2 separate regions of the Zea mays genome follow, and region 2 is linked to region 1. A link is a contact called in public Hi-C data. All regions are on one chromosome and are shown on one strand. The core of a region is the stretch at or near the end of the contact, and the rest is flanking DNA. Distances in the headings are between cores, read along the strand shown.

Evidence for each region. Hi-C and Micro-C count contacts between places; a contact is called where the count stands out from the background.
Region 2: a contact with region 1 is called in a Hi-C map of endosperm, with 2.9 times the contacts expected there. The contact joins the promoter of LOC100284792 here to the promoter of LOC103633333 in region 1. A contact is called at or near these places in 5 of 25 Hi-C or Micro-C datasets (bundle sheath, ear, endosperm and 2 more) and 2 of 3 datasets of contacts at active chromatin or transcription factors (leaf and seedling).

What each region holds. Positions count from the first base shown.
Region 1 is chr7:168,952,691-168,956,397 of Zm-B73-REFERENCE-NAM-5.0, reverse strand. LOC103633333 reads right to left here and starts at 2,078. Exons shown (of 1, transcript XM_008655051.3): 1 at 1,586-2,078. The coding sequence starts at 2,078. The coding sequence ends at 1,746. It also overlaps the pseudogene LOC103634358.
Region 2 is chr7:169,081,221-169,084,927 of Zm-B73-REFERENCE-NAM-5.0, reverse strand. It overlaps LOC100284792 (gamma response I protein), which reads right to left and starts at 1,937. Exons shown (of 9, transcript NM_001157687.1): 1 at 1,872-1,937; 2 at 1,222-1,635. The coding sequence starts at 1,588.

The sequences.
Region 1 (3,707 bases), core at 829-3,328:
ACACCAGCCCGAGCCTCGCACACCGGACTGTCCGGTGGCACACCAGACAGTGTCCGGTGCCCCAGGCTGGCTCGGCGTCAACTAGGCGCTCTTGGGAAAAGATAAAGGCGACGTGGCTATAATTCACCAGACTGTCCGGTGAGTCAACTGCGCCAGCGGCCAACGGTCAGCCGTGCGATCAACGCGCGACACGTGGTCGCGCCAATGGTCGGTTGGGCACACTGGATTGTTCGGTGCACCAACCGATCCTGAGCACCAACGGCCGGCTCCGCCCCGTATGGAGAAATCGAGCACCGGACTGCTACAGTGGTTGTCCGGTGCACCACTCGACAGAAGACAAGAATTGCCTACCAAATTCATGTCCAACGACTCCTAGCTGCCTTGGGCTATAAAAGGGACCCCTAGGCGCATGGAGCAGGACACCAAGCACTCTCTAAGCATACTAAGACATCCAGACTCCGCCTCCACGCATTTGATTTGTTGAGTTAGTGATTTGAGCTCCGTTCGAGTTGTGAACTCCATGTGTTGTGTTTTGAGCTCAAGTCTTGCTTGTGTGCGTGTGTGTGTGCTGCGGATTGAATATTGAGTGCGTTGTTTTTCCCTCTCTTACTCTTGTGCTTCTTGTGATCAATACTTTGTAAGGACAAGAGGCTCCAACTTGTGGAGATTCCTCGCAAACGGGAAAAGATCTCAAAGGAAAGACTGTGATATTCAAGTTGATCATCGGATCACTTGAAAGGGGTTGAGTGCAACCATCGTCTATTGAGACGCCACAACGTGGAAGTAGGCAAGTGTTACTTGGCCGAACCACGGGATAAAAATCGTGTGTCTCTTGTGTTGCTTCTCTCTGTGATTGCTTGTGTTCGCAAGAGCTCGCTTCATAAACTTAATTAACTCGCACTAACATTTTTTCAAACTAGAATCAATTTTTTCTGAAAATTTTGGCAGTCGACTCTGAACAAATTTGATCTCACACCTTCCTAGCTAACGGGGCACTATGCAGGATGTTTGACTTTCTTTTATTTTGGACAAGCGTGAAGCGTCACTAAGACTCTGTTTGTAATGGTGTAATCGAATCGAGTACGCACGAACATTAATTACTGTTTCATATTTGTTATCATATTTTTTTCTTTAGAATCCAATTGTATATGAATACATCAAGTTGTGTCGAATAAGATTTGAATGGATATCAACATCTTAAATATCCAATGTTGAGAATAAAGATATGGATAAAGATCTGATAAGAATCAGATAGAGTATACAGACTCAAATACGGATCAGATATTAGCCTTGTAGACGAATCGAATTCGAATACAGACAAATAATATACATACCTTTACACCCCTATCTGTTTGAAACTTCTAGAACTAATAGTTAGGTATTAAAAATTAGTTGCAGGTTCCAAACACGATCAGCTTATACTGCAGTTAATTGTTAGCTATATCACAAGTAACCATTAGTTTATTAGCTGACTAAACCAAACTAATAATTTATTAGTTGACTAATTATTAGTTTTATGGTTCTAAACAGGACTAAAACGTTTCTAAAGGTAGGGTAAAGAAGTTCCCATCACAAAAGGAAGAAATTTTAGACCATGTTATAACCACTTGCCATAGATGTAACGATGCATAATAACTTCATCAGATTCATCAAAAGCAAGCGCGCACAACGATATGAGCAGCGAGCAGTGTGCTCCTTCCTCCCAGGCCCGCGCAAAGCTAAGTCATACGACGATGAGCAGGGAGTTACGCGACCACCGGGCGTCCAGGTTCAGCAGCAGCACGTCGCCCGCCACCACCCAACAGCTCGGTGAAGAAGTCGATCTCGTCCTGTTCCTCCATCCCGAGCTCCGCAGGCGTGTGCGCCCCCGTCAGCCGCCCGCCGTCGTACAGGAACCTTCCCGTGCCGTACGCGACGTCCGGCACGCTGGCGTAGTAGGCGTCCATGAGCGCCTGCAGCTCCTGGGTCGGCCCCGCCGTGTCCTGCACCTTGAGCGTCACGTGGACGCCAGGCTTGATCACCGGCTTCCGGTCCACCTCTTCCTCCGCGTCGCCCCCGCGCACGTCCGATCGCATCATCGCCGACGCCAACTCATGGATATGAAAATTGACTCAAATCCGTATCCTAATAGGATAAAAATTCATTGAATTTTAGGTTTCGGATACCCATTACCATCTCTATTTCGAACGGCTGCCGCGTGCGCGTGCATGGATCGGTCCCGTTCGCCACCTGTAACGGAGGAATGGAGTGAGAAATATCGTGCAACTGCATCCCATCCGTGATCCGTGTGTGTTTATATAGGGCAATGCTGCTGTGGTTAAGTGGTTAATGAGCCGGGGATTCGCGTCGTCATGTCGTTTGGTGCGCAGCACGGCAGCAGTAACTACACGTGCGCCGAAGCGACAGAAGTCCGTTTGGCTCTGCCGTTTCCATCGTTGGTTCTCATCGACTCTGCCGTTGCCCGTTGGGCTGGAATAGGTGGGCCGCGTGGTACCAAAAAAATCTGCCCTGTTTGTGCTGGGCTGGGCTAGCACATAGCTGCAGGATTAGTTCTTCGGTAAACCAACAGACTTAATAATAATCTATATCTATACTACTAATTAAGGCTGCAAGGGGTAGGCTGTCTCCTTGCGTTCTGCCTTTTTTTCATTTCCTGTTTTGCCCTCCTGCCTGCGCACCTCACCTGCCCGCGTCGCCTCCTCTCCTGTCCTCCGCGTGCGTTGGGCGGGCAGCCAACTCCCTCACCAAACCCTAATCACTCCGGCGCTGCACCGCGCCGCGCGGATGCCTCGATCCGCTCCAGCGGCCGCCCGCCGAGGCGGCTGTGCGGTGGATCCAACCTGCCGTCTTGTTGCGCCTCGTGCGTCAACGCGAGGTAGGAGCAACATCCACTTCCGCAGGCTGGTCGAGTACCACAGGAGGCTGCGCATGATGAGGAGCCTCCGCGACTCCCTCCATGGCCGAATCACCGCACGCCTCGAAGCCAAGGTTGGTGTCTCCCCCCTCTCTTTCTCTCTGTCGTAGACTGTGCAACCAATGTGCAATCGCTCAATCAAGAAATCTAGGGCATATAGCCTGATTAGTTCACCAAAATCCGGCGGAGGGGAGGAGCTCTCCGTGGAGGAGCGCAACCTGCTGTCCGTCGCCTACAAGAACGTCATCGGCGCCCGCAGGGCCTCGTGGCGGATCATCTCCTCCATCGAGCAGAAGGAGGAGGGCCGCGGGAACGAGGCGCACGCCGCCTCCATCCGCGCCTACCGCTCCAAGATCGAGACCGAGCTCGCCCGCATCTGCGACGGCATCCTCGCCCTGCTCGACTCCCACCTCGTCCCATCCGCCGGCGGCGCCGAGTCCAAGGTCTTCTACCTCAAGATGAAGGGTGACTACCACAGGTATACCATTATCGCTAGCAGATCTCACGTTGTTGTCCTTTTATTTATGTTGCACGTTGAAGTTGCTTATCTATGAATTTGCCCTGTATGATGCACGATGATGTGCTGTCTCCTGTAATGCATGGTTGAAAGATGTGAAATTGTGTTTCATGGTTTTACCCCCTACCCTACAGCACATATATATTGTTATCTGATTTCTCCACATGATGATTTGGCAGGTACCTTGCTGAGTTCAAGTCTGGTGCAGAGAGGAAGGATGCTGCGGAGAGCACCATGAATGCCTACAAAGCTGCTCAGGTTGGACCATGGTGTACA
Region 2 (3,707 bases), core at 688-3,187, 130 kb before region 1:
TTTGTGATCAAATATACATCATACTATATAATCAAACACCAGAAGAAAAATAATAAAGCTAGACATATATATAGATACTACTAGCTTTGATACATAGCAATAGTTTATATATGGAAAATCGAAAAGGGCTTAAGTACCCTGTGGACAATCGAAAACGAATGTACACAATACAAGTATATACATTAGGAATGTGTACTGCTAGTGCATGAAAATAAAAAAAAAACTCAACCTGCGGAAGTGAGACAGCCTTGGACATTGTACTAAGAATACCTCATACAAGTCGAGAAAACCCCCCGAACCCCTGCCTCGCTGAACAACCACGACCAGGGCCAAGCACTAGACTTGTGCTTTGGCGTGAGACAGACGAGGGGATTTTTAAAATCGTACTGAAATTTGCTCCCACGGGGAGCTAAACTCAGGACCTAAGGAGTGCTAATCAGACCACCTAACCAACTCAGCTGGAGGCCCTTTCGCATGAAATTAGACAGGCCAATGCTTCATAACTCACAATGGTGCCAAAGGTAATGTGAGGTGTGCTTTGATTTTTAAAAAAAAATGGGGAAAATGAGTTTTGAATAGGTTTTCTTCAAGAACTCAAAATAACATGGTAATTGGATGTAAAACTACATCGTTGTATCGAAACACCTTGAAGCTTTAAATGTTATGGTATATTTTAGTAACCATAAAGAACTCAAATATTACCGACCATCCAAACGGTCCTTTAGAGATTTCAATAATCAGTATGTAAGAAAATTAAATTCAAACCATATAGTTATTACTTAGTTTCATTATCAAATGTGTTCAGAATCGCAATACTTCCAGGACAACACCATCAAATAAATGGAATAAAAAAACTCTACATAGAAACTGATAATGCAATCATCTGCACCAGCTGTAATACTTTGGGAACAGATATCAGAAATTAGAACTCACTTCAATAGTAAAAATACTAAGGTATGTCGCATGCGTGTGAAATGATTTGCGTCAAATTCAATGAGATAATCTAAATCCGTGACTGAATTCGATGAAAAAACACTAATTGCATGAAAAGCTATAAGGTAATATATCACTGATGTTCTGTCTCGGTTACTGAATTAGAAGCCTTATCACATGTTTAAACCTAATCATGCGATGGAAAATTGGAAACTACAACCCATAGAACGCCTTCACTAAACAAGCTAACAGTAAAACAGCAAGAAATTAATAAATATAAATAATTACCAACAGCCCCGGACGCGGCAGCTGCCGCAGGAGCATCAGCTTGCACAGACTTCTGGCGTTTGGCGGGCTCCTCCCTCTCAACATCCACAGCATCCTCATCCTCCTCGTCGGCTGCAAACACAGGTGCAACGGCGACCTTGGCCTTCTTGAGACTAAAGGCCAGCTTACCAGCTGAGGCTACCGGAGCAGCGTTCTTCAGCTCGAATGGCCTCTTGTTTGCCGCAACAGCAAACCCCTGCTTGGGGTTCGCATGCTTGGGAGCCGATGAGGCAGAGGCAGCAGCGGCCTTCTTCTCCTGCGCCTCCTGCTGCATCTGCTTGAACCTCTCCATGAAGGAGCCATCGTTGGTGAAGATCCCCTTATCCATGGCTCGACACAGATGCTTCCGCGGCCCTTGGTTGCCGCCTCAAACAGCTACAATTCTTTCAACATCCAATCAACACACCACCGTCGTCGCACAAAAAAAACAACAGCGCTCAATCAACCCTAGAGAGCGACTCCTCCAAAATAATCAACTCGAATGTTGCAAAGACAAATACGGTACGAAACTCCGCCGCGGAGATCTGCAGGTGGAGGAGTCCCGGATCGATGCACAAGGGCTTGAATCACGGGATCAGATCGAATGCGGGGCGGATAGACCAGTAATTTACCTGATGCGGCCGAGGGGGAACGGACGGGGAACCCTAGTGGAGGGGGAAAGTATCGTGTGAGGTGGGGATCGGTCGGAGAAGGGGAGAGAATATGACGGCAGGAGCCGGCTGCCGGGCCCGGGAGGATACCGATTCGCCTTCCACGTCACCGCGTGTGCCGGTGCGCTTCGCCCTCAGAACCGGGCCCGCCGGGTTTACGGGTTCTGGCTCCGGGGTCGGCCATAATCAGGTAGTAATTTGTCAATCGTTATCTCACTTTTTATTTTAAACTTCTATATACAAACAGTGTATATATAAAACAATATTATACATGCCCGTAGGCATGACGTTAGTGGAGTTAGTCTAAGAATGTTTTTTTAGGACCGTGTAAAATATAGAACGCGGAATTGTTTGATACTATTTATAAAGTAAAGTTTAAAATAGGTAATAAAATAAGGGATAGGATAGTAATATGCTGGAGACAGACTAATAATGAGCTTCAAATTTTACGCGATATAGAACTTAAGAACTACTCCCTCCGTTATACAAAGAACGTCGTTTGACTTTTTTATGAAGTTTAATCAGCTCGTTTATTCAAAACAATTTATAATTATCATTTATTTTCATTCTAAATTAGTTTATCATATAACTTACTTTAGCTGTGAACTGCATTTTTCTACGTTTCCATAATTATTTTGAATAAGACGGGCCGATCAAACTTGATGTCAAAAAAGTAAAACGACATTTTTGTGGCGGAAGGAGTAGAACATATTAGATTAGAGCATCAGACGCTATCTTTATTCATTTTTAAACTAAAATTAATTAAGAGCTCAAATATATACTACTCTATTAAGCACGTACCATGGGTGCCCCGGCGCTACCATGCCTCCGCCTGCGACACCGTGCCCCCGCCCCCGCTTCCGTCATCACGCAAGCTCTGCTGTCAATGTCGCCCGACTGCCCCATCCTCAGCGCCCCACCCCCGTTCGCCCCTAGATCTGGATCCCGCCCATCGTCGGTGCCTCCTCCCCCGCCCCCCAGAGACCCGTATCCCGCCGCTCCCCCGTCAAACTCCCCAGTCTCCTTTTTCCCCGTCTCCCCCTCCAAGCACGCGCCACCGACCTCCTCGGCGCCTGCGTCCAATGTCGGGGCCTACGCCAGCCGGAGCCCCACCCTCATCCGCCTGGCGCCAGCGCTCGCTAGGGCGGACCTCCTGGCCACGATCGGACTACCCCATGTTTCTGGTAAGCGGAACAACGAACCTTTGAAACTTCTTGCAGTCATGTTTGTCTGTTTCTTGGTACCAGGAGCAGGTGTTTTGTGTCAAAACCCAAAAGGTTGCCTCCTTCGCTGTTGGATCCGCATGCCCTGCCTTTCCGTGCCGTTGTTTTTCGTAGATTTCGTGGCTGTTAGATAATTGTGACAGTGTTCTTTTGAGAGCGAGGTTAACCTTGCCTCCAGTTCAGTCGATGGGGTTTGGTTGGAGTCATGCTACAAGCGTTAACTATGTGGTGGCCTATCAAGTATTGCTTTTTATTTTTTGGTCCAATCCATGAACATAATCATTAATCTTCTGTATATATTGTGCGCTCTGTTTACAACCTATTGGTTCTAGGCTATTAGAACACAGTACTCATTTGTTCGCTTTTCAGCTAATAGTTTAGCTCATTAAACTACTTGTGGTCCTGCTGATCATAATAGCTTTTTATTTTAGCAAGTCCTGTTAGTGGGTGTCTGTGATTTATTGTTCCTGTGTACTAGGTGTTCCTATGATACTTGTGATTTTCTTTAATATATGAATTTGGCATTTATGCAGGTTGAACACGAATTAGAGAACAAAAGTTTATGACAACCAAT